Linked DNA regions of Mus musculus: regions 2, 3, 4, 5, 6 and 7 are each linked to region 1. Evidence: chromatin contacts called from public promoter capture Hi-C data. All regions are on one chromosome and are shown on one strand. The core of a region is the stretch at or near the end of the contact, and the rest is flanking DNA. Distances in the headings are between cores, read along the strand shown. Region 1 holds the start of Chmp4b (charged multivesicular body protein 4B). Region 2 holds the start of Aar2 (AAR2 splicing factor homolog). Region 3 holds the start of Epb41l1 (erythrocyte membrane protein band 4.1 like 1). Region 4 holds the start of Norad (non-coding RNA activated by DNA damage). Region 5 holds the start of Rbm39 (RNA binding motif protein 39). Region 6 holds the start of Tm9sf4 (transmembrane 9 superfamily protein member 4). Region 7 holds the start of Romo1 (reactive oxygen species modulator 1).

Region 1 (3,076 bases), core at 281-2,780:
TCTGAGTTCGAGGCCAGCCTGGTCTACAAAGTGAGCTCCAAGATGGCCAGGGCTATACAGAGAAACCCTGTCTCGAAAAAACCAAAAAACAACAACAACAAAACCAAGAGTCCCAATGTAGGTTCAAATTCTTCCCCAGAGACGGATGCCAATTGTGTGGTAAGAGTATTTAAGTTAAATTTGAGTTTTCTAATATAATCCCCCCAAACATGACTTTCTATACTCCTAGAGTGTCTTACTATTATTGTGACCAAAGCAACTCGGGGAGGAAATGGTTTACTGAGCTTATACTTCCATATCATTGATCATCATGAAAGCAGGTCAGAACTCAAACAGACAGGAGGTTTTTTCTTTTTCTTTCTTTCTTTCTTTCTTTCTTTCTTTCTTTCTTTTTTTTTTTTCAGTGCCAGAAATACAATTACATTCAGGAGGTTTTTTCAAGTCAGGGTTTCTCTGTATAGCCCTGGCTGTCCTGGAACTCAGTCTGTAGACTAGGCTGGCCTATAACTCAGAAATCTACCTGCCTCTGCCTTTGCCTCTGGGATTAAAGGCATGTGCCACCACATGGCAGCCCTCTTATCTCAGCCTTTCAAAAGATGTGAGATTATAGGCATGAATTGCCAAGTCCTGTTTAAAACACACATCTTTATTTGAGTGCCTGTAGTCAGCTGGGCCCTTTATATTCCTATCTCACTTACAAACTCTTTTAAGAGGACTTGTGACAATTTCAAATTTACAGCTTTGGAAAGCAAGAGGAAGTAAGTATCTAAATGAATATTCGAGGCTGATTTTGAAGCTTTGCTGTTGAATTACACTGCCAAGGTGGTTAGTCTATTTTAGGTTTCAGAAGGTCTCTTAGGTGAATAAAGAGAATGACAGCTCATCCAAGTAGAGAGAACTGACCGGTCTGGTAAAGTAAGCTAGTTAGACAGCCAGTTTCCTGGGCTTGATTCACTGACATATAAATTAGGAACAGCACAGATCCAACACTTCAGAGGCAGAGACAGGCCAGCCTCTGATCCTTAGGAACTTCAAGGCCAGCTTAGGCTACATGAAAGTCTGGTTCCAAAACAGACACACAAAATAGGAACAGCATTATCTGTTGTAAACTGCTTTAAGAATCAAATGTGATTATGATTGTAAAGTACTATGTTCCAGAGATCATAGAAAATGAGTGATGTTGTTATCACTATTACTTCCCGTGCTGTGAATTAGGTCCAGGGTTCTATCACGGACCAGCACAACGAACCCCTCTTTTTGTAATAGTTATTTCTTCTCTTCCTGGTCTTTCATCTCTACGGAACACATTCCAAAGAGACTACATTTTCCAGCATGCCACATTGCCCTTTGACCTCTGCGAGACTAAAAAGATGCGCCATAGTACGCCAGGAGCCGGAAAACTCAGACTCCCGGCTTGCAGCGCGCGGTCCTCCCTTAGACTCGAGGGGCTGCGGGCGCGTGGTGCTCTGGGAGCTGTAGTCAGCGGCGCGTTGCCCTGACGCCGGCCGGGCCCGGGCGTGGGGGCCTGTGGGAGGTGGCGCGGCCGGGCCCAGCTGCGGGGCGGAGGTGGAGGCGAGGCCTGCGGCTGCGGGGAGCGGCAGGCCGGGAGTGGGCGCGGGAGCCGAGCCGAGCCGAGCCGAGCCGAGCCGGAGTGGGCGCCGGAGGCCGGCGCGGCGAGCAGCAACCATGTCGGTGTTCGGGAAGCTGTTCGGGGCTGGAGGGGGTAAGGCGGGCAAGGGCGGCCCGACCCCCCAGGAGGCCATCCAGCGGCTTCGGGACACGGAGGAGATGTTAAGCAAGAAGCAGGAGTTCCTGGAGAAGAAAATCGAACAGGAGCTGACGGCTGCCAAGAAGCACGGCACCAAAAATAAACGCGGTGAGACGGCTGGGGCCCCATCAGACTCTCCACTGGCTCTCCTAAGGCTCCCCAGGCCCGGACTCCACTTTGTCTAACTCGTTTCGGGGTCTCTCTCGACTCTGGAACTCTCCGGCCAGACTTCTTTCGTTGTCCAGCCGAGCCGGGGATCCCTTTCCATCTGACTCCTTCTGGGTCTCCTTGAGCCGGTTCACTTGCATCATCAGACTCCCTTCAAACTCTCCCTACCCTGGCAGGCCTCTTCTGACCCAGATCTCACAGCACTTTAACTTTGCTCAGTCTGTTCCACTCTGTTCCATTGTATTCTTTTCTCTTTGGCCTCACCCATCTTCCCAGCCACTGCCTCTACCCCCACCTTGGTTCATTTCTTTGCCCCACCCTATCATTTATGTGTTTCTTGGTCCACCTCTGTCCTCTCCTGAGCCCTTGGTGACGTCTGAGCTGCCTTCTGCCCCTGACTTAGGAGTCTTCTTGAGAAGCTTCCTTTATGGAGAAAAAAGAGAACTGGGGAGTGAAGAGACCCTCTGGGACCCGCTCTGTCTGTTCACTTGTTGAGTGTACTTGTTAAGTTTTGAGTTCCACATCCACCGGCTAGGAGCTGGCCACTGGAAGACCTAAGATGTCGATAACCCTGTGATTCTCAGAGCTTCCGTGTTGTAAGCCTTACCCTCTTGTGACTCACCACTTCCCCGTTCCTCCTGAACCAGAAATGACGAGGACTCTGCCTCTGTTGACCCAGTCCTGTTGTTGATTGGAACTTGAAAGCTTCTTTGCTTCCTGTCTAGGAATCGAAACTGTCTAGGAAGTACCTTGTAGTTTTCTTCAGTGAGATGGATGTGAAAATGTGTGAATGACTGTAAAGAAAGTCAAAATGCTCATGTGTGTTTTTGTTACAACAATGTGAGCATGAATCATAGCGTGACAGGTCACCCCTTGAGAGTGGGCCGAAGTTGAGAGATAGAGAGAGGTGGGGGGGGGGGGCTGGCTTAGGAATCATGCAAACAAGTATTTAACCCAGAAGGTTACCAGGGAAATTTCTTCCGGGACTGTGACCTTTAGTGGATTTATCCTCCTAAGAGTGTTTATAATATCCAGTACTAGTAGGGGCTTAACTAACATGGGAAACATTAGCTTGTTTTGTATCACAATGATAACCTATCTTGAGGGCTGCTCCTCTGCCAATATCATAGCAAACATTGA
Region 2 (3,076 bases), core at 284-2,783, 1.9 Mb after region 1:
TTTCTGGGAATAGCAAGGCTTTTCCAGGAATTTGGGCATGCTTTTATGGTTTCTCTCCATTGACAACCATCAGTGCTGTAGGAAGGCCACTTAAGAGGCAGGTGGGCAATAGTGAAGTTGGAGGTTATTTGTCTTCTGCTCTGTCAGCCATTGTAGCTACAGCCAGTCTTGGTAAAGTCACCCGAAGAAGAGACTGAAGGCCTTTGAGAATCCTGCCTTTATAGATAAACAAGCTTACAATCAGGTCGGGAAAGTTGGCAGTACAAGATTAGAGGAGGGTCACATCTTGGCTATGGTTAGTGAGGAGATTAGAAGTAGTATCTATGTATCTCCCAGTAGCTCTGGCTCATGGTGGAGTTCTGATGTACAGAACCACTGAGCACAAGGTTAGTGTACTGGCTCTTCCTGGTTGTCAACTTGACTATATCCGGAATGAACTACAATCCAGAATTGGTAGGCTCACAGTGACCCTAATCTGGAGGCTGGGAGATGCAAGTGTCTGACCTGGATAATGGCATGGAAATCTTGAGGCATAGTGGTTATGAATCCGAGAAGATTAAGACAGGGGAGATCTCTGAGTTTAAAGTCATGTGGGACAAAGCAAGTTCCAGATCCAGGTGTGATGGCACACACCTTTAATCTGGGCACACACTTTCTGCTGGAGACCTACATAAGGACATTGGAAGAAGGAAGATTCTCTCTCTCTCTTGTTCACCTGCTTGCCTTGTGGGACTGAGCAACTGCTAGATCCTTGGATTTCCATTCACAGCTGCTGCTCACCATTGTTGGAGAGCTGGACTACAGACTGTAAGTCATCAACAAATTCCCTTACTATATAGAGACTACCCATAAGTTTTGTGACTCTAGAGAACCCTGACTAATACAGCAAGGCCTATGGATAGTCATTTACTATACACATCATTTGATTTGTTATTAAATACACAGTACATTTATGAGGGCTATGTGCTAGGTTCTAAGGAAATAGAGAAGAAAAAGACAGTCAGGTTTCCTCACTCAGTGCACATTTATAGCTTGACTGCTGTATTCTGTAAGGCCTGGAAAACACTGGGTGGTCATTTCCAGAGGAACTGCTGTGTTTGCGTTTGAAGGGACTGGTTCTCCCTTCAGGCAACAGCCTTGGTTCTGAAACTAGGGATGAATGTGTCTGGAAGCCGGGACTTGGAGATAATAGGGAACTTTTGACATGGTGACCGGCATAGGAAATGTGGCTAAAGAGGACCAACCATGACTGAGCCAGTCTGTGGCTACTGTGTGCCAACACCTGAACCATGCTTTGGCCAGCCCGTGTCTGCTTGAGACCAAAAGGACTGTGGATGGTGAGTATGTTTCTGGACGGGGATATAAAGTGGATAGTTTAATTAAAGTCGTTATTTATAATTCGGGAAGTAAAACGAAACAGTAAGAAGAAAATGAAGTGCTTATCGTGAGGAACCTGGAAGCACGGGCCATTTCTTCTGAGACTCGGGGCTCCGCCGGACTACTTTTTCCGTAGCACCTATCCGGCACCAAAGCAGCCGAACTTCCGTCCCGTTTCCGCGGAACCGGAGCTTGAGGTGCTACGGTGAGTGTCGGCCCTCGGTGCGCCTTTCGGCCTCCGGTTTCCTTGTGTGTGGTCGGGCCACCTCGCTTCTTGTCTCAGAATCGCGCTGGCGGAGTCTGGCTTTGTGAGCTGGTGTCTGAGGAGGCCTTTCTTCCTGAGAACCCGTCCCTGAGGACACCGTGGTCAGGGTCTCTGGGGCTCCCGAAGGAACTTCCCCCCACACCCCTTTAACTGTAACCAGAGAACGAGACTCACTCGAGCTGGATCTGCGTGGCTTCCGGTAAGTCACCTACCCGGCTTCCTGGCTTTATTTAAAGTGCATATTATCGTAAGTTAAAAAAAAAAAATTAAGCTTCGTGTGTATGCTAGGCATCAGGGACTCGAGTCTTGTGGGCATGACAGTCTTCAACCAAGTACACAAAGTTACACACCTGTCCCTGGAACTGAACGGCAACAGGGTAGCCAGAGTGTCATCACCAACATTTGACTTAGTCCCGGGTCGAGGAGGCTTTACTAAGATTAAAAAAAGAAAAATAATTGTGTGACCAAGTGCTATGGGTAGAGTTTTCTCTGGTGTGAGGGTAAGAAAGAAGCCAGTGTGGTTAGAACAATCCTTCGGATTGGGGTGGTATTAAATTAGCTGAAGAGTTGCCCAGGGAAATTCATGCAGCGTTTTCGGGCCATTCCCTAAAGCCAGATAGAGAACGCATTGAGGACCAAGTACTCTCCACTCTTGGAAGGCGGTGAATACGCTGAGGAGTTGTCTCTGTATTGCAGGCTTGTGAAGAGTATTCGTTTGTGTTTCAGACTTTTTTTTTTTTTTACTGTGAACTACAGTCACAAGACTTTTATGCTGTGATCACATGTATATACAAGCACATGTCTTCTTGGAACCATTCCTATCCTTGTTACTTGTGGCATTCCAATAGCTTAAAAGTTCTCTTCTTGGTGCTGGAGAGATGACTTGGTGGTTAAGAGACTTGTCTGCTCTTCCAGGGGACCTGGACTCAGTTCCTAAGGGCGCCATGGTGCTAAACCCACCTCTAACTCCAGTGTCAGGGAATTCAGCATCCTCTTCTGGCTTCTGTGTAACTTTTCTCATTATTTCAGATAGCTTTCTGTCTAAAAATGATTTCCTTCCTTCTTTCTTTCTTTCTTTCTTTCGTTTTGTTTTGTTTTGTTTTTTCGAGACAGGGTTTCCCTGTGTAGCCCTGACTGTCCTGGAACTCACTTTGTAGACCAGGCTGGGCCTCGAACTCAGAAATCCTCCTGCCTCTGCCTCCCAAGTGCTGGGATTAAAGGCGTGCGCCACCACCGCCCGGCTAAAAATGATTTCTTAACTCAAGATACATCTTGCAGTTTGAAAAAGAGTGCTAATTTAGAGTCTTTTCTCCTGTTTTTTTAGGTAAAGACAATGAAGTGTGCTCCTAATATTTTTTTGTAAAAGGATTTTTTGTTTGTTTTAAATAAAAGAGTAAACATCAAGCAGCACTCGATTTTTCTGCTTGTGTATTT
Region 3 (3,076 bases), core at 394-2,893, 1.8 Mb after region 1:
TGGAGACAGAAAACACCCATAAACAGAATCCTGTCATGGTGGGTGCTGACTGGAGTAGGTCAATTACTGCCACCTCACATTCAGGGCTGGCCTGATGGCTAAATATGGGAGTTCAAAATCAACGTCCAGGATCCTGCCTCTGCCCCTTTCCAAGCTCCTTAGTGACTTTGTGCTCACGGCTACCGTCTGTTGCAACTGTACAGATGAAATGAGACATGGAAGTATTTCTTCCATGCAGTGGAGCGGCTGAGTGAGCACTGCTGAGTCCTGTCTTAGGTAGGGCCTTGGTTTCCTTAGTTTTGTCCTCTCAGTTTATCAATGTCCCTGGAGGTCCAAACCAGGCCTCCCCTTCTGGATTTATCTATTCAGCTGTTTGATTCCAATCTGCTCTTAGCATCCTGTAGCAGAGTGGTGGGGGTGGGGAGGAGGAGATGGGACCGCAGTGAAGAACCAGAATTACTGGCCTAGCCTTTGATTCTGTGCTACCTGGGGCAGACTCAGGTGGATCCCAGCTACCACTTAAGATAAGGTAAGGTCACAAGAGGTGAAGGTGTTTACATTTTGGAGTCATTTGCCTAGGTTGTTACCCATGCAGAGGCCTCTAATAAAACCCGGTAAGTTCTTACATTTACTTCTTCCTTTTCTTCCCTTCAAAGTCTAACAAAGGAGGCTTGGTATTCCTGGCCTTCTGAGGTCTGGCCCTTGCTCTGGGAACCCAAGCTCAGTTTCTTCAGCTAACCCCATAGACGCCCTACCTTCTATGGATACTATTCTAGGTTCACTGTTTTCGTTACTTTGTCCTTTTCCTATGCTTAGCTTTACGTGTGTGTTCAAAGCAGTACCTTCCGGCAGGAGCCTGTAAGGTCCAGGGCGGATATAATCATAATTCAGAGAAACGCTTGACTTTGGGCATGCTTGGGCCTGTGGGTCCCCAGGGTCTTGGGACCAGGGGCTCGGCCCTTGCTTCCAAAGAGTGCCAAAGGACTGCCACCTCAGACTGGTTGGAAAGAGCTGCGTGGTCCTCCACAGCTCCGCAGCTTAGGCCGCCCGAACAATAGGAGGGAGGCTGAAGGGTAGTGGGCGTCGGCCAGGTCCCTGCTGGAGGGAGTGGAGGCCAGTGGTGCTGCTGGTCCCCCAGGTTAGCCCAGGCTACCGGCCTGAACGCCAAGCTCTCAGTCAAAGGCGAGGTGAAGCAGACTTGGTGCCGGTGGCGACTCTCTAGGAGGTGGAGTAAGGCCGAGCCCACGGGGCTGGGACCTGGAGGGAGAGGAGGCTCCGTGGAGAGTCTCGTCTTCGTGGTCCCGCTGCTCGCCTCGGCCTCTGAGCTCTGCCTAGGCTCTGGTGGGCGTCTGTCCCACGTGGGGGAAGCCAGCGGCGCGGGCTCGCGGGGCGCACACCCCTCCGAGTTCCCCTCCCTGGGATCGGACGCGCCTGCTCCTGGGCAGCTCGGCTCTTGGGGCCAGTGGGTCGCGCTCGCTACTCGCACACCCTTCGGACGCTGCCTGGCCCGGATCGCCGCCGCCTCCTCCCAGGGAGCTGGCGGGGCGGGGCAGAGGGGGAGAGGGGGTGTGCGGAGCGGGCGGGGAGGGGGCTGAGCGCCGTGGGAGGGAGCGAACGAGCGAGCGAGCGAGAGAGCGAGCGGGGCATTTCTGCGCAGCTCCGGAGCGTCTTGGAGCCTGCCTGGGCGGCCACTGGACGAAGGGACTCAGAGACAGACAGACAGACGGCTCCCGGAAGCCGCGCCGCCGCCGCCAGGTTAGCAGGGCGCGGAGACCGAGCAGGCTGTTGCTACGTCCCGAGCTCGCGTGCTGGAGGACGTGCGTGGCCGAAGCTACGATTCGTGTCTTTGCGGGTACGTGTCGGGGTCCACATCTCCGGGTGTGCGTTTAATGTGAACGCGCGTGTGTCTGTGGGTCGGTGCAAGTGGTGTGTACGTGCGTGTGCATCTGAGTAAGGGGCTGGGTGGTGTACTAATCTGGTAAGGGTCTGTGTGCCCTGGTTTGCTTATCCGGAGATGTGCCTAGAGAGGGTGTGTCCCAATGTGTAACAGTGTGTACATCTGGATGAGGCAGTGTGCCTATGCTGATGATGGCTTCGCTTGTGGCTGAAGCCTATGGCGGGTGTATGTGAGTGTTCGTGTGTGTGTGTTTCGCTGTGTGCACGCCAGTGTGACTCCCCGTGTGTGTGCGCGTGTGAGGGCGGGTGTGCACCCGCGTAGCCCCTGTGTGCGTGTGCTCGGCTTTGTCTCCGCACTGCCGGGAGGAAGGGGGTGGGGGCGGCAGCCGAGGCGCTGGCGTCGCCCGGAGCCCGGCACTGGCCGAGGAAGTGGGTAGCAGCAGCGGCGGGGGCGTCTTAGCTGAGTGGAGACTCCCTGCTGGCAGGTGGGCAGCCACACCCGGGGTACGGGAGAGCCCTACTGCCAGTGGAGCCTGGCTCCCAGCTGAGCTGAAGCAGAGGGCGTGGCCTGCTCAAATCCCGGGTGTGTGTTTGTGAGGGGTGGGGTGGGGGATTAGGTGTGAAGAGGGTGTGTCTGTGCGCAGGCATGGGTGTGGGTAGAAGCAACAGAGGCCCCTCAGCGGGGTTCTGTGATATGTTTCCTTGCTGTGTAACGACCATCACCCTGGCCAGCTACAGCCCAGCCTGGTTAGGTACCCTCCACCCTCACCCTGGACACTGTTCGGAAGGGCAGCAGCCTAGGTACCCTACAAAGACTAGTAAAACTGATCACTATCTTAAATGGCCAGCGCCCCACTCCAAGGAATCCCCTCTCAGAAGGTCTTCATACTTTGAGAGAGATGTGTTTCTGTATCTCTTCCCCCATGTTTTGGGCACTGCATGCATGTCTAGTCTGGGTGAGTGTGTGCATTCTCCCTGTATATTTCTTGTGCATTTAGGTGCATTTGTACATTTTACTGATGAAGAATAAACAAAATATCTCTGGATGTATATGTGCATTTGTTTTGATAAGTTCTGGTATATCTGGTTTGTTTTTTTTTTTTATGAGTGTGTAAGCTGTTTGTGTATTGGCGAGCCAGGATGGGGACAGTAAGAGAAGTGCCATTTTGCTGCTAACTGG
Region 4 (3,076 bases), core at 258-2,757, 1.7 Mb after region 1:
TGGCACACGTAACAAGAGTAATTACAACTTTAACACAAAATGTAAAAAAAAAAAAAAAAAAAAGTGTTGTTCTACTAACTCTACTTTGTCATACACTGGCAACCTCTTTAACATCTAGAGTGACTAGATGTTGTAAATTAGGACCCCTTTGTCCTTTACATACACTATGTACAAAGAAAAGCCAAACAAAATGGGATAGTGGGAGATAGTGGTTCCTTTCCACTCACGGACCACAGTAGCTTAGAGCTCTGGATTTCCTTCTGGGAACCAGGGCACAAACACAATGCGGTCAACTCAGGAGAGGTTTGGCTTTTCTTCTCCAAACAATAATTCAAATGAATCCTAACAAAAAGGTATTTACAGCATGTTTACTACTTATAAAATATGGCAGGCACTTCAGAGCAGCTAGAAAGACATTACCCCCAAAACCTGGCATTTTCAAACACACTCAAATACACACACACAGGCACACACGCAAACATGGTGTGGGGGGTAAGAAATGAGGACTAAAATGCATACACAATACAATAGGATAAAAAAGAGAGACACGTCTTCTTCACACGACCAATCTGGCTCCGGGCCTCTTCTTCCTCCTGCTGGATCCTCTAAGGTACTGAACAAACAGGGACGAGTGTCGCTCCTGGGTCTTTCTAGAGGCGGCCTAAACAATTCCATTTCAAAATCACTTGCAGAAGACGTGTCCACGATCTTCTTTTTATGGCGACTGGGTATTCACGTCATCTCCTACCTCTCCTTTACCCTGCGTCGGCAATCTCTACAGTTAGACGTCCAGATTTAGCCAGAAGTCTAAAAAGGGTCGGGGGAAAGGTTGAGAGCAGCTTTTTCATATTATATACACAGGACTTCTACGGCGACAGCGTTTCCGAATGGCCGCCTGCGGTTGTCGCGTCTCGGCTTCTCTCGGGTGGAGGGAAGACCCGCGGCCCAAGAATCGATCGTTCCTCTCGCCGTGATTCGGGGCCCCGCTCACCTTCGTCCAGGCCCATCGAGGCCTCGGTTCATCCAGGTCTGCGTGCTCGGCCACGGGTGGGCCTCCCGTCCCGAGCCGGCGATGGCAGAGTGTTCTTGCTCAGACCCGCCGCCTTAGGCCGCAGAAGCCCCGAAGGCCCAGCCTTGGCCTTCAGGTGGATGCCATTCTTCCCGTCATGCCACGCTCGCCGCCACTTTCGAGGCGTCCTCGAAGGCCTGGCTGGGACTCCTCGGTGGGCCCGGCCCTGGAGAGAGGGCGCCGGTGGAGTCGGGGAGGCCGCCGCCATGCAGGCGCATCGTTGGCAGGGCAAGAGTCGCTGCGGAATGGCCGCGTGGCCTAGCCGGTGGCTGCCTCGAGGGCGAGGGCTCCTGGCGTCCGCAGAGTAGGGACCGAGGCTGCTCCCGGGCCCCTCGGGCTCACCCGGCGCGGGCCGAGGCCGTGAGGGGCCCGGGGCGAAGAAGGCCACACTCCCGAGCTCGCTGCGCTCTCTGCCGGAACTGACTTGGCAATTCTTCTCGCCCAGGCTGGAGCGGCACCGGAAGCCCGCAAAAACACCACCGGAGAGCTAACGTTTCCCCAACTGCAAGGTTCCGGCCGGGAGCGGGGGGGGGGGGGGGGGGGGGGAGCCTGGGGTTGGGGGCGGGGGTCTTTTTTTCTTTAAGTCTCTTTACATCTTTTGTAGAGACTAGAAGGCCAAGGGGAGAATAAAAGGCCAAAAGTGAAAAAGAAAAAAAGAAAAAGCCCACACTAGCAGTCCCAGCAATTTGTGATACATTATAAAAATAATTATAGGCAAACGCCTAAGGGCCTGAAGTACTACACTAGTCTCACTAGAAGTGGTGTTATAAACTAATTACCTAGTAAGATAGTGAACTGCTTGCCTCTTATCTACTCAAATACAACCCCATAGAATTTATTATTCCATGAGGCTAAGAAGGCAAATCGGACCCCTCCCCCCACATCACCCCTCTCACAGTTTCTGTCCACGGTGGTGTGTGTGTGTGTGCGTGTGTCTGTCTGTCTGCCTGCCTGTCTGTTTCTGTCTATCTGTGTCTGTGTAAAAGTTTTAGATGCCCTGGAACTGGAATTATAGACAGCTGAGCTGAGCCATCTCTCCAGTCCCCTGGAACAAAGTCTTGAAGGAGGCAAGGGATAACATAGTCTCACAGAGTGTGTGTAAAGAGCCTCCCTAACAGAAGAGAACAGCAAACAGTTAACAGGCTATGAAATGGACCACATAGGCCTTACCTGCTCCACAAAGAGCTAAGGCCAGGGAAGAGAGGAGGGTTGGATCTGGTCAATGAATACAAGACAGAAATGAGAGCCACTGAAGGGCTTTGAGATGTGCCATGAAAGTCAGCGGAATCAGGGACAAGGTCAGAGATGAGAGCCCTTACAGCAGATGGTGACGTATGGTATACAGTAGTTCTCCTGACCCTGGGTTCCCTTTTTCGTTTCAGCTACCCAGAGGTGAACTGCTTCCCAGAAACACTAAGTGGATAATTTCCCAAATAGTCACTGTGTACGTTTTACATTGCCCATAGTCCATGATGCCCCATACCATCCTTCCAGGATGTAATGTGTGCTGTTGTTTACTGCTTCCACTCACTGGTCAGTTAGTCACTCTCTCAGTTATCCGACTGACTATGATCAAACCACACAGCAAGTTCCAGGTTGGCCAAGGCTGTGTAATAAGCACTCTTCTGCCCCACAAAACATGCCAATGGCAACACTATCCTTGGGCCTGGAGAGATGGCTCAGCAGTTAGTGCTTGCTCTATCAGTGGACTAGAGTTTGGATCCCAGCACCTACATCAGGAAGCACAAGATGCCTGTAACTATAAGGAATCCAAAGCCCCTTTAGCTTCTGTTAAAACGCACACTCACATACGCACACGCACGAAAACACAAACACACATGTGGGCTGGAGAGATGGCTCAGCAGTTAAGAGCACTGTCTGTTCTTCCAAAGGTCTTGAGTTCAATCCCCAGCTACCACAGGGTGGCTCACAACCATCTATAAATGGGATCTGATGCCCTCTTCTGGCATACAGGTGTACATGCAGATAGAGCACTCATACATAAAA
Region 5 (3,076 bases), core at 248-2,747, 1.5 Mb after region 1:
TTTATTATTCTTGGACCCCTGCAGTTTTCCCAAACCACTACATTCACCTTTTTGCTATACCAAACTGGAGCTGGTAATTCTTAGTTGAGTCATTTTACCTAGGGGACCACGGTACAGCGATAAGTCACTCAATTACTACCTTATGATTGACAGTTCACACTGGAATCAAAGGTGAATTCATGGGAGTAGAGGTGAGATATCGTTAGGCAAGTCTACAAAGAGAGATAGATGGGCATTTATTCATCACGCTGAAGTGAAACTACTGCACAATATTATTACATCAATAGCATATATTTACTTTTGTAAGTTACACGTATTGCATCTCTGATAAGGTAATCAAGAGGGCTCCGGGAAGGTTAGTTTACATTTCAGCAGTAGTTTCGTGAATAATGCTAAATTAAGAAATATATTAAAGCTCACTAGCGTGTTTTCTCACCTTCTTGTAAGGGGCCTCAAGCATGGCTTCAATATCAATATCGTCTGCCATTTTCTCTACTCGCCTGGGGAAGAACAAGACAGTCCTGTAAGTACACCTGCAATTCTGCTAAATAATAAAATAAGATAAAATGTCCCCTTGATCTCCCATCCTCAAAGCCTGAGAAAACTCCTTTGAAAGCGCTACGATGGCTAAAATTGTGCGACGCCCATCAGACAAGGCTGCCTTGGGTACGCCAAGTGTCACGTTCCTTGTACCTAAGACAGGAGCAGGACTCCAGGTCGAATTTCAAAAGCCCGCCCGCGAGCGGCTAAAAGCGCCCCCAGGAAGGATGCAGCGGAGCGCTTCCTCACCGCACAAAACCCGCGCTGCCATTTTAGCGGCGGAGGGAGACTCCCTCCGCTGGGAGGGGTTGTGTACCACGGCGGCGTTCCACGGGCGCCATGTTGGGAGGTCGCGACCAGCCCCGGCCCTCGGAAGGACAGATCTTTATCTGACCGAGGTCCCCACGGAGGTCCCGGCCGCTACCAAAAAACGCCCACGACGTCCTTGCCCGAGATGAAGGGCACGGCCGAGGAGAGGTGACCCCACCGTACCGGGAAGGCCCCCTCCCCCTCTGCGCGCCGAGCAAAGCGGCGAAAAGCCTCGGCATCGCGGAGCACCCAGCTCGGGCAGGCGACCCACTCCCCGCCGGCCGCGACGCCCCGTACCTGTGCGGGCTTCCGCGCGCCTGTGCTCGCCACGGGAAGTCGGCTGCCGCCGCCGCCGCCGCTGCTGCTGTCGCTACTGTTAAGCCACTAGGCCCAGGCCGCGGTACCGCCCAACCCGAATATCGGGCCCCGAGGGCGTCTAGGCCCAAGCGAATCTAAAAGAAACAATGGGATTAAAGGAGCCCGCGACGGAGAGCAGGGCAGCGGCTTCGGCAGCTCAGGATCCACCCCTGCGACAGCGTCGGCTAGCTCCCTGAAATGGCGGCCGCTGCTCCTCCGTACTCACAGTCACCAACACATACACACACACAAACACCCGGGGTCTCCCGGAGCCGCAAGCACGGGCTCTCGCGAGAAACTGCCCCGGGTTCCAGACTGGAAAGCACGAACTATCGCGAGATCTCTCACCGCGGCTCCCGGCGACCGTGGCCCAATCTCGCGCAATGATTGCGCCACAGATGATCACAGTTTCCCTTCCCCCAATTCCGAAAGGCTTCTCGGACTCCCCCGCCAGAGCTGCACCCAAGTCTCGCGAGGGTGCGTCCTCTATCGGGCAAAGACAGTTGGTGCCCTGACTGTCAATCTTTGGGAGGATTCCTTGCTGAGTGGTGCATCGTTGCTGTCATCCTGGCTGGTGTCATCTCCTCGCTGGGTGTGAAGGTTTCCCCTCTCAGAGCCGACCCCCACCCCGGACACCCGCCCTCCCACACAGATGGCTGTCAAGGTCGCCATAAGGCAACCTATTATAATACATATGGCTGTGGGCTAAGACAGTCGTGTCCAGACCCACCAGTGGTGAAAACGCATGCAGACAAGAACGAGCTGTACACAGGGGAATGGGAATAAAAAGTACGATTTTCTTGTCGTTTGGTGTCACCAGTTAGATGTGGGCTCGATAGTGAAGCTTCGCAACACCCTTGGAAACCGGAGGCGGTGGCCGGGCTGGGAAGAAACCGCAGTGTGTAGCTTTCTAACCCCTGAATTTAGTCGGGCTCTGAATCGGGGTGGTTTGTGACTTTAAAAGGTCCCCTCACTTTTCCCTAGGATTTTGACTGTGTGAATTTACCGCTTTTGTTTAATTTTTGTTGGATTTTATTTGGTTTGCTTTTTGTGTATTTGGGAGTGGTTAATTCTGTGGTAGAGAAGCTGAGTGATCATTGGAAGGTTTTTTTTTTCTCCCACTTTTACATAATAGAAAACGTTTTGAAATAAAATATCAAACCAGTCTGGAAACCTATCAGCAGCTTAATAATTGAGGGTATAAAAGGTCCAAAATGTCACACCTTGCTTGGTGTAGCCACTCCAACAATGTGACCTTGAGCAAGTAAATTAAGCTCTCCATATATTCCGATTCCTCCTCAAGGGGGGAATATTATAATTAGTAGCAAGGATAAGCTTGACACTAGCCAAGACTGCAAATATTCACTAATTCCCAAGTTTAGCAGGGGATGTATGTCCAGGTGGACTCTCCCTGAAAGCTCGTGAGGAGTAGGAAGAGCATGTGGAATGATGACAGGAAACTTCTTGGGGCTGGCAATGTAATACAGTTGGCAGGTGACTTTTCTAGCATGCCTGGTAGAGCTTGTCTATAGTTATGCACTCAGAAAACAGAAGCAGGGGGATTTCTGTGAATTTGAGGTCAGCCTTATGAGTTCCAAAAAATTTAGCTGATCTGGCTTTCTCTCTCAGATGTGGCACACTGCATGAAATCACTGATAGTTTCCTGCTGAAAGATTAGGCTTTCCAACTTCCCTTGTGGACTACTGAAACTTCTCTGCTCCTATAAGGGGCTACAACCTGTCTTCCTCTATAGGAATGTTAACCATAGGGTGAGTGGTGACAGGGATGCCCCTTCACCCTGAATAAGCAGTGGTCTTGCCTAACTAAGGTCAGACCAAGCCCCTCTCTGTCTTCTATCTCTCTACAGGAG
Region 6 (3,076 bases), core at 159-2,658, 1.5 Mb before region 1:
CAAGCCTCTTACAGCCTAGACACAGAAGTGGAAGACACTTATAATTCACTCTATTTGGTCAAAGCAAGTAACTTAACCCCAGCATTCAACAAGAGAAAAAAATTCACCTTTTGACAGGAGAACCAGTATGCTCATAACATGCAAGAAGGAGAGGCTTGTTAGTAGACATTTATGCAGAAAAAAATCCACCACGGTAGTAATCAGTACTGACCACAGTGGTGGTCAGAGCTCAGCTGTTCCTTGCCAAGGTGCAGAAGAGATAACTAAAAATCTTAAGACCAGTTTTGGCACAGTACTTAAGCAATGCTGAGTTTTCTGTTTAGCCCGTGGCTCTCTTTATGGCTCAGGATGGTCTTGAACTCACCATGCCTTCCTTCCTCAGCATCCTGAGCGCAAAAATTACCAGTGTGAGCCACTGAACACGGATAATGATAAAGATGATAGTAACGATGATGACTGAGGCAAGGTCTCACATGTCCCAGGATAACCATGAACTCTTCTTGCTGGACCTTCTGAGTTTGGGGATTACAAGTCCCAGTGCTAAAGATTAGGCAGGCTATCTGCTAAATTAACTATATCCTCAGAACTCATTACTACTCTCTTAACAGCTTTTTGGATCCATCTAAGAAGACCGCACTGGCTCTTTGTACACTTTACAGTGGTATATATGAACCAAACAGTCTTTCTCCATTATGATCCTTTGAGTCCTCCCCAGACCCTTTTAAGTCAATACTGGAAAGTTAAGTTTAAGATGGTTAAGTGACTTGCTTCAAGTCATACATTAAGCCAGTTAGAATGGAGAAGTCCACATTGAAAAATGTCTCCTTTCACTAAGTGTTCTGCTTTTCATTCACTCATTTAACAAAGCATATTGTTTGGGACACCTACCATATGTGTGAAGGAATGTACATACGTTATATAATGACAATTATTTATTGAATACTTTATATGATTGTGTCAGTGGATACTTAACATAAGCCAATTATAAAAATAATCTAGAGCTGGGCGTGGTGGCGCACGCCTTTAATCCCAGCACTCGGGAGGCAGAGGCAGGCGGATTTCTGAGTTCGAGGCCAGCCTGTCTCGGAAAACCAAAAAAAAAAAAAAAAAAAAAAAATCTAGAAATCTCTGCCCCATTTCACTGACGACAAAAACGCAGTGTAAGGGAAAGACAGAGTCCTACCTTCATAGTTATTACGGCCGATTAGTAAGACTATATTATAGTCAAATAAATATTTAAACATATAATTACAAATTACTCTAAATCAGAAGCTGTCAGAGAGGGTTTACCATGCTTTCCGTTTCACAATTAAGGTCCCGGGTAACCCTGGCAACGACTCTTTCTGCCAATACTAAAGAAAGCATCCAGGGAGCGCGCCTATTTCCACACACCCCCATTACCCACAATGCAAAAGGAGTAGGCGGAGGAGCGGGTCTGCCAGAAGTCAATATGGCTCCAATAGTTACACCGTACGTTCTCTTCACCTAGTCAGAGACCTCACTGCCAAGGCCAATCTGCCAAGGAGAAATTAAGCTTCTTTTACCTCCTCACTACTGCGACTACAGAAGAATCTGAAGCCAGGAGTCCCCTTAGTGGAGCTACACTCCGTAACCACAGAAGCACCACTTCCGCTGACGTCATCACGCCGACACGTGGATCCAAGATGGCGGCGGCGATGGTGAGTGAAGGAGACTCCGGGAACCGGAGCTGGAGCAGGGCCCCCCTGGATAGCCCAGGACCTTCCAGCGCCCCATGCCTGGTTCCCAGCCTCCTCCAGAACCCCTGCTCGGGTTACCCTTGACTGGGTCGGCCTCTACAAAGTCCCTTTCTCTAGCCTTGGCATGGCATCTAGGCTTGTCAGGGCCTGGAGTTTTAGGGGAGGTGCCGCTTGGAAGGAAGACTTCGGCTCATGCCTTCACGGTTCTCATTTCAGCTTTCGTTCCCGCCCCTTGTCACCCCTATTTCCCATTTCTTCCCCTCCAGGCTTTGTCTCCTCCCGAGAGGCCCCCGTTATTTCTGCCTTCGCTCCTCCTCCTCACGTTCATACCCAGCTCTCCACATACCCATCAGCCTAACCAGTCTGCGGGTGCCACCTTGCTCGCACCAGCCCGAGCCTTGTCCTTACCTGCACCCTCAGCGGTTCCCATAGCGCATCCCGCTTGATTGCTGCTGTACCAGGGCATCCCATGCCCATCATCCCATCCCCAGGCCCTGCCCTTCTCCTGCCTTTTCTGTCAAAATCTGTCTCTCCTAAAGTGCTTTTATCCGATTGGTTCTTAAACCCCACTGTGCACGGGGATCTTGGGTTGTTGGTGGGGAGGCATGTTTAAATAGTTTCCTGAGCATCACTCCCAAAGATTGCAATACCTTAGGCCATGCTCAGGAATCTATAGTCTCACAAACAGTCCTGTGTTTATAATGGAGGTGGTCCCTGGGTTACCGTTTAAAAACACCTCTGGCCCTGCCTGTCTGTATCCCCCTCCCACTCCACACAGCTCCTTACAGATAAAGGGTCACTATCATGAAGCTGACTAGAATTAAGTCTCTTTGTGGATGAGAGTGGAGGTAATATACCTGTGCCTGAAGGATGAGTCACTAGCTGACTTCTGTTTATCAACCACAGAATTAAGTTTTTGAAGGTCAGATTTTCTAAGAGAAGTTCACCTCAAATTCTGTTTGCCAAGAAATGAGAACAAAAGTCGAAAGTGAATTTTCCTGGGTGGTCTTGTACATTGCTGCCTCAGAAGATAAAATTAATTCCATCGTGGTAGTGAATGACAAGAAAGACTCAGAGAAAAAGCTTGTGACATTTGACTCTACTGAAGGAAAATTCTTGCTTAAGTTATTTGATGTTGGTTTTCTCTAAACAGGGCCAGGTTAATTCATGAAAGGAGTCTGTCCTGTTAGCAGACGGCTGACTTTTTTTTTTTTTTTTTTAAATTAGGTTCCTTGTTTATAACCCCAGAAATCAGGTAAAAATGTTCAAGGTTTTGCGGATTGTAACCCCTTTTGTGGAGCACTTGCTTGAGCGTACCCAGGAGCCTAAGTTCGATATTTGGCTCTGTTTAGGGGAAA
Region 7 (3,076 bases), core at 209-2,708, 1.5 Mb after region 1:
TTCTCTGTATAGCCCTGGCTGTCCTGGAACTCACTTTGTAGACCAGGCTGGCCTTGAACTCGGAAATCTGCCAGCCTCTGCCCCCGCCCCCCATGCTGGGATTAAAGGCATGTGCCACCAATGCCTGGCACATTTAACAAACAAACAAACAAACAAACAAAAGTTTGAGGGGGCTGGAGAGATGGCTCAGCAGTTAAAGAGCACTGACTGCTCTCCCAGAGGTCCCGAGTTCAATTCCCAGCAACCACATGGTGGCTCACAACCATCTGTAATGGAATCTGATGCCCTCTTCTGGAGTGTCTGAGCATAGCTACAGTGTCCTTGTGTATATATAAAATTAAAAACAAAACAAAATAACAACATAGGTTTGAAACTCCCTATGTGGCTTAGGCTGGTCTTAAGCTCACTCAAACTACCCATGCCACACTGTCCAGCTCCAACACCCGAGCAATTACTATTAGTTATAATGCCTGTACTGGAAGGATCTGACAGGGTCAGTAGCTAAAAAACAGTAAAGCCTTTTCTACTAAACTAACATCTTAGCCTCCTGATTCCTGGCAGCTCCTTTTCCTAGCACATTTAATAGTTCTCAAGTCGGATGAATTTTAGCCTGTCGGTGAAATTTGTCCTTCTAACCTTTCCTCCCTACAAAGAACCTCTGTTAGTCCTTACCAGAGGAGTGGTGGCCTGTACGTCCATGTAGAGAGGTCGCAGCACTGCCTCTGCCTCTGAGTGAACAGGCGAATGGGGGCCATGATCTACAACTAACAACAGATAGCAGTGGCAAAGTGAGAAACCGTGGACGAAGGGCACACAAAACAACAGATGGTCAAAGCTTCTTTGAGGTGAATTTAAGGAAGGCGGAGGTCCAGTGTCAAAGTAAACAAACAACAACACGCGCTGAAAGACATCGAGTTAAGTAATAGACACAGGGTTCTTGGAAAGGGCGCGGGCAGCAGCAGTCGGGGGCAATGTTTAAACTACATAGCACCGAGTGGGACGAGCTGTAAAAAGCAAAGCCATTTAGAAGAAAAGTGAAAAGCGCAGGTTCCTTCAAAGGTTCACGGCAGGAGGAAGCTCATCTAGCATCTTTAAGACTTGGTCAGGAGAGAACTGAAGGATGAGAATTCCGCTCAAGGGAAGTGCGGAGCAGTATGTAAGGGCCCTCCCGAAAACAAATAGGAGACCGGGCGACGGGAAGGTTTAAGAGACTGGGCGATGGAACAAGGCGGGTAGGATCCGCAATAATGCAGTGCTTAGCAGCACCGACCCAAGGGGGTTCGCTCCTCCAGAAACCGTGGGAACGAAAAGGAAAGGGAACGTACCGCGCAGGCGCAGTCCCCGGGTGGGCACCGAGGACCTTCCCAGGGCCAAGGAGGTAGCCGCCAACGACGCCCGCCTCCAAGCGGCTCGCAGCAGCATGTTCCCAGCCACAGAGCCCACCATCCGCGGCGCTTGCAAGTCCTCAGCCCATGCTCCCGGAAGTAACTGCGCTGTGCTCCGGAAGCGATCCCACGGACCGCGAGCGCCCTCCGCCTAGCATTCGGAGTGAGACGTCGAGCTGAGCGATCGCAGCGGAGAACGAGGTGAGGTGGGGCCCGACAGTGGCCTGCGTCGCGCGTGCGGGGTCCTCCATCGCGAGGGTGGTGGAGGCGTGCCGCGGGCTGGCTTCTGACCCGGGTGCTATGTGACCCTGCTGTGCGTCCCCTGGCCGACGCCACGGCTGGTGACCAGGCCCTCACTGTCCTAGCACTCTCGCCGCAGATGCCGGTGGCCGTGGGTCCCTACGGGCAGTCCCAGCCCAGCTGCTTCGACCGCGTGAAGATGGGCTTCGTCATGGGTTGCGCAGTGGGTATGGCGGCCGGGGCGCTGTTCGGCACCTTCTCCTGTCTCAGGTGAGCCTCGCGGACAGAACTTCCTGCCTTCCGAGGGCTCCAGAGCCCACTCAGACGAGGTTGAAAGCACAGGATTTACGGATCTGAGTTCTAAAGTCAAAATGGCTTTCTGACTCCTTTGTTAGTTCAGTGTTATTGAGTTTAGTGGAGTACTGGACACTTACCTCCACTTTTGTAAGAGCCAATCATATTAGTATGATTTACATTATCTGGCACGTCGTAATTACTTAGCGAAGGGTTATTATTGTTGCATGGCGTTTTAACTCCCAACTGCATGTAATGAAGCAAGCCTGATGAGAATTAGGTGTAGTGAAATATTCTACCTCTGAGATAAACTGCTATCACATTTGGATACTGTGCTTATAAATTACTATTTACCCAGCACTAGTTTAATTGTAGTGCTAAGTACTGTAGTTAACCACCGAGCATTAGCTGTGAGCACCTTAAATCCACCAGCACTCTGGACGGAGTGGCAGATTCCTGAGTTCGATACTAGCCTGGTATATAAATGTGAGTTCCAGACAGCCAGGGCTGTTACACAGAGAAACCGTCTCAAAATAAATAATAATAATAATAAATAATAAATTAAAAAGTGTAGTTACCGAGTCTGTAATGTCCATTTTACACTTTATGCAGTTTATAAATTGCAGCGCTTGACTCAATCTAGGTTAAACAAAACAAAACACTAAGGAATTATCTAGAAGAAAACTGGCTACTCAATGATAAAATACCATAGAGGCACAAACACGACTGCTTTCTTGCCCATGTACTTCATTATCTCTGCATCTACAAACTAATGCAGCATTCAGCACAGGTCCTAGAGACCCTAGATAGATATTTTCCTTGTCATTGCTAATCCTATGTGGGGAAGAGTAGCATTTTAAGAATGACAAATGAGATTGTCAAGCTGTTAGTGCTTAATATATTCAACAGATTTTAAAGGGGGGTACTTAGTTCAAATCTCTATTCCTGTAATTGTATTCCCAAATTGCTTTCTTGGTTTCCTCCTCAGGATCGGAATGCGGGGTCGGGAGCTAATGGGCGGCATTGGGAAAACCATGATGCAGAGTGGCGGCACGTTTGGCACTTTCATGGCCATTGGAATGGGCATACGATGCTAATTAGGGCTAGGATGCCCTGCAATACCTAAACTTCCCCATCCATTTCGACCCTTGTACAAT

The links. Promoter capture Hi-C pulls out the DNA fragments that hold promoters and counts their contacts.
Region 2: a promoter capture Hi-C map of pre-B cells shows a contact between it and region 1, with 6 times the contacts expected there. The contact joins the promoter of Aar2 here to the promoter of Chmp4b in region 1. A contact is called at or near these places in 3 of 39 promoter capture datasets (the C10 cell line, liver and pre-B cells) and 2 of 484 Hi-C or Micro-C datasets (B cells and CD4 T cells).
Region 3: a promoter capture Hi-C map of liver shows a contact between it and region 1, with 4 times the contacts expected there. The contact joins the promoter of Epb41l1 here to the promoter of Chmp4b in region 1. A contact is called at or near these places in 2 of 39 promoter capture datasets (both in liver).
Region 4: a contact with region 1 is called in a promoter capture Hi-C map of pre-B cells, with 4 times the contacts expected there. The contact joins the promoter of Norad here to the promoter of Chmp4b in region 1. A contact is called at or near these places in 2 of 39 promoter capture datasets (liver and pre-B cells).
Region 5: a promoter capture Hi-C map of pre-B cells shows a contact between it and region 1, with 5 times the contacts expected there. The contact joins the promoter of Rbm39 here to the promoter of Chmp4b in region 1. A contact is called at or near these places in 5 of 39 promoter capture datasets (the HPC-7 cell line, erythroid cells, liver and 1 more) and 1 of 115 datasets of contacts at active chromatin or transcription factors (cardiomyocytes).
Region 6: a contact with region 1 is called in a promoter capture Hi-C map of liver, with 5 times the contacts expected there. The contact joins the promoter of Tm9sf4 here to the promoter of Chmp4b in region 1. A contact is called at or near these places in 7 of 39 promoter capture datasets (the 3T3-L1 cell line, the C10 cell line, hippocampal neurons and 2 more).
Region 7: a promoter capture Hi-C map of pre-B cells shows a contact between it and region 1, with 5 times the contacts expected there. The contact joins the promoter of Romo1 here to the promoter of Chmp4b in region 1. A contact is called at or near these places in 6 of 39 promoter capture datasets (3T3-L1-derived adipocytes, the HPC-7 cell line, fetal liver and 3 more) and 1 of 484 Hi-C or Micro-C datasets (B cells).

What each region holds. Positions count from the first base shown.
Region 1 is chr2:154,655,496-154,658,571 of GRCm38.p6, forward strand. It overlaps Chmp4b (charged multivesicular body protein 4B), which reads left to right and starts at 1,531. Exons shown (of 5, transcript NM_029362.3): 1 at 1,531-1,876. The coding sequence starts at 1,687.
Region 2 is chr2:156,546,043-156,549,118 of GRCm38.p6, forward strand. It overlaps Aar2 (AAR2 splicing factor homolog), which reads left to right and starts at 1,534. Exons shown (of 4, transcript NM_026661.4): 1 at 1,534-1,841.
Region 3 is chr2:156,419,448-156,422,523 of GRCm38.p6, forward strand. Epb41l1 (erythrocyte membrane protein band 4.1 like 1) reads left to right here and starts at 1,644. Exons shown (of 25, transcript NM_001368800.1): 1 at 1,644-1,852.
Region 4 is chr2:156,391,472-156,394,547 of GRCm38.p6, forward strand. It overlaps Norad (non-coding RNA activated by DNA damage), which reads right to left and starts at 1,508. Exons shown (of 1, transcript NR_024329.1): 1 at 1-1,508. The region is part of intron 2 of Gm14170 (a long non-coding RNA gene); the gene reads right to left.
Region 5 is chr2:156,178,741-156,181,816 of GRCm38.p6, forward strand. Rbm39 (RNA binding motif protein 39) reads right to left here and starts at 1,498. Exons shown (of 17, transcript NM_001291114.1): 1 at 1,147-1,498; 2 at 437-500. The coding sequence starts at 487.
Region 6 is chr2:153,159,893-153,162,968 of GRCm38.p6, forward strand. Tm9sf4 (transmembrane 9 superfamily protein member 4) reads left to right here and starts at 1,409. Exons shown (of 18, transcript NM_133847.3): 1 at 1,409-1,679. The coding sequence starts at 1,665.
Region 7 is chr2:156,142,695-156,145,770 of GRCm38.p6, forward strand. It overlaps Romo1 (reactive oxygen species modulator 1), which reads left to right and starts at 1,459. Exons shown (of 3, transcript NM_001164216.1): 1 at 1,459-1,586; 2 at 1,765-1,895; 3 at 2,908-3,076. The coding sequence starts at 1,765. The coding sequence ends at 3,016. Nfs1 (nitrogen fixation gene 1 (S. cerevisiae)) reads right to left here and starts at 1,492. Exons shown (of 13, transcript NM_010911.2): 1 at 1,326-1,492; 2 at 673-764. The coding sequence starts at 1,446.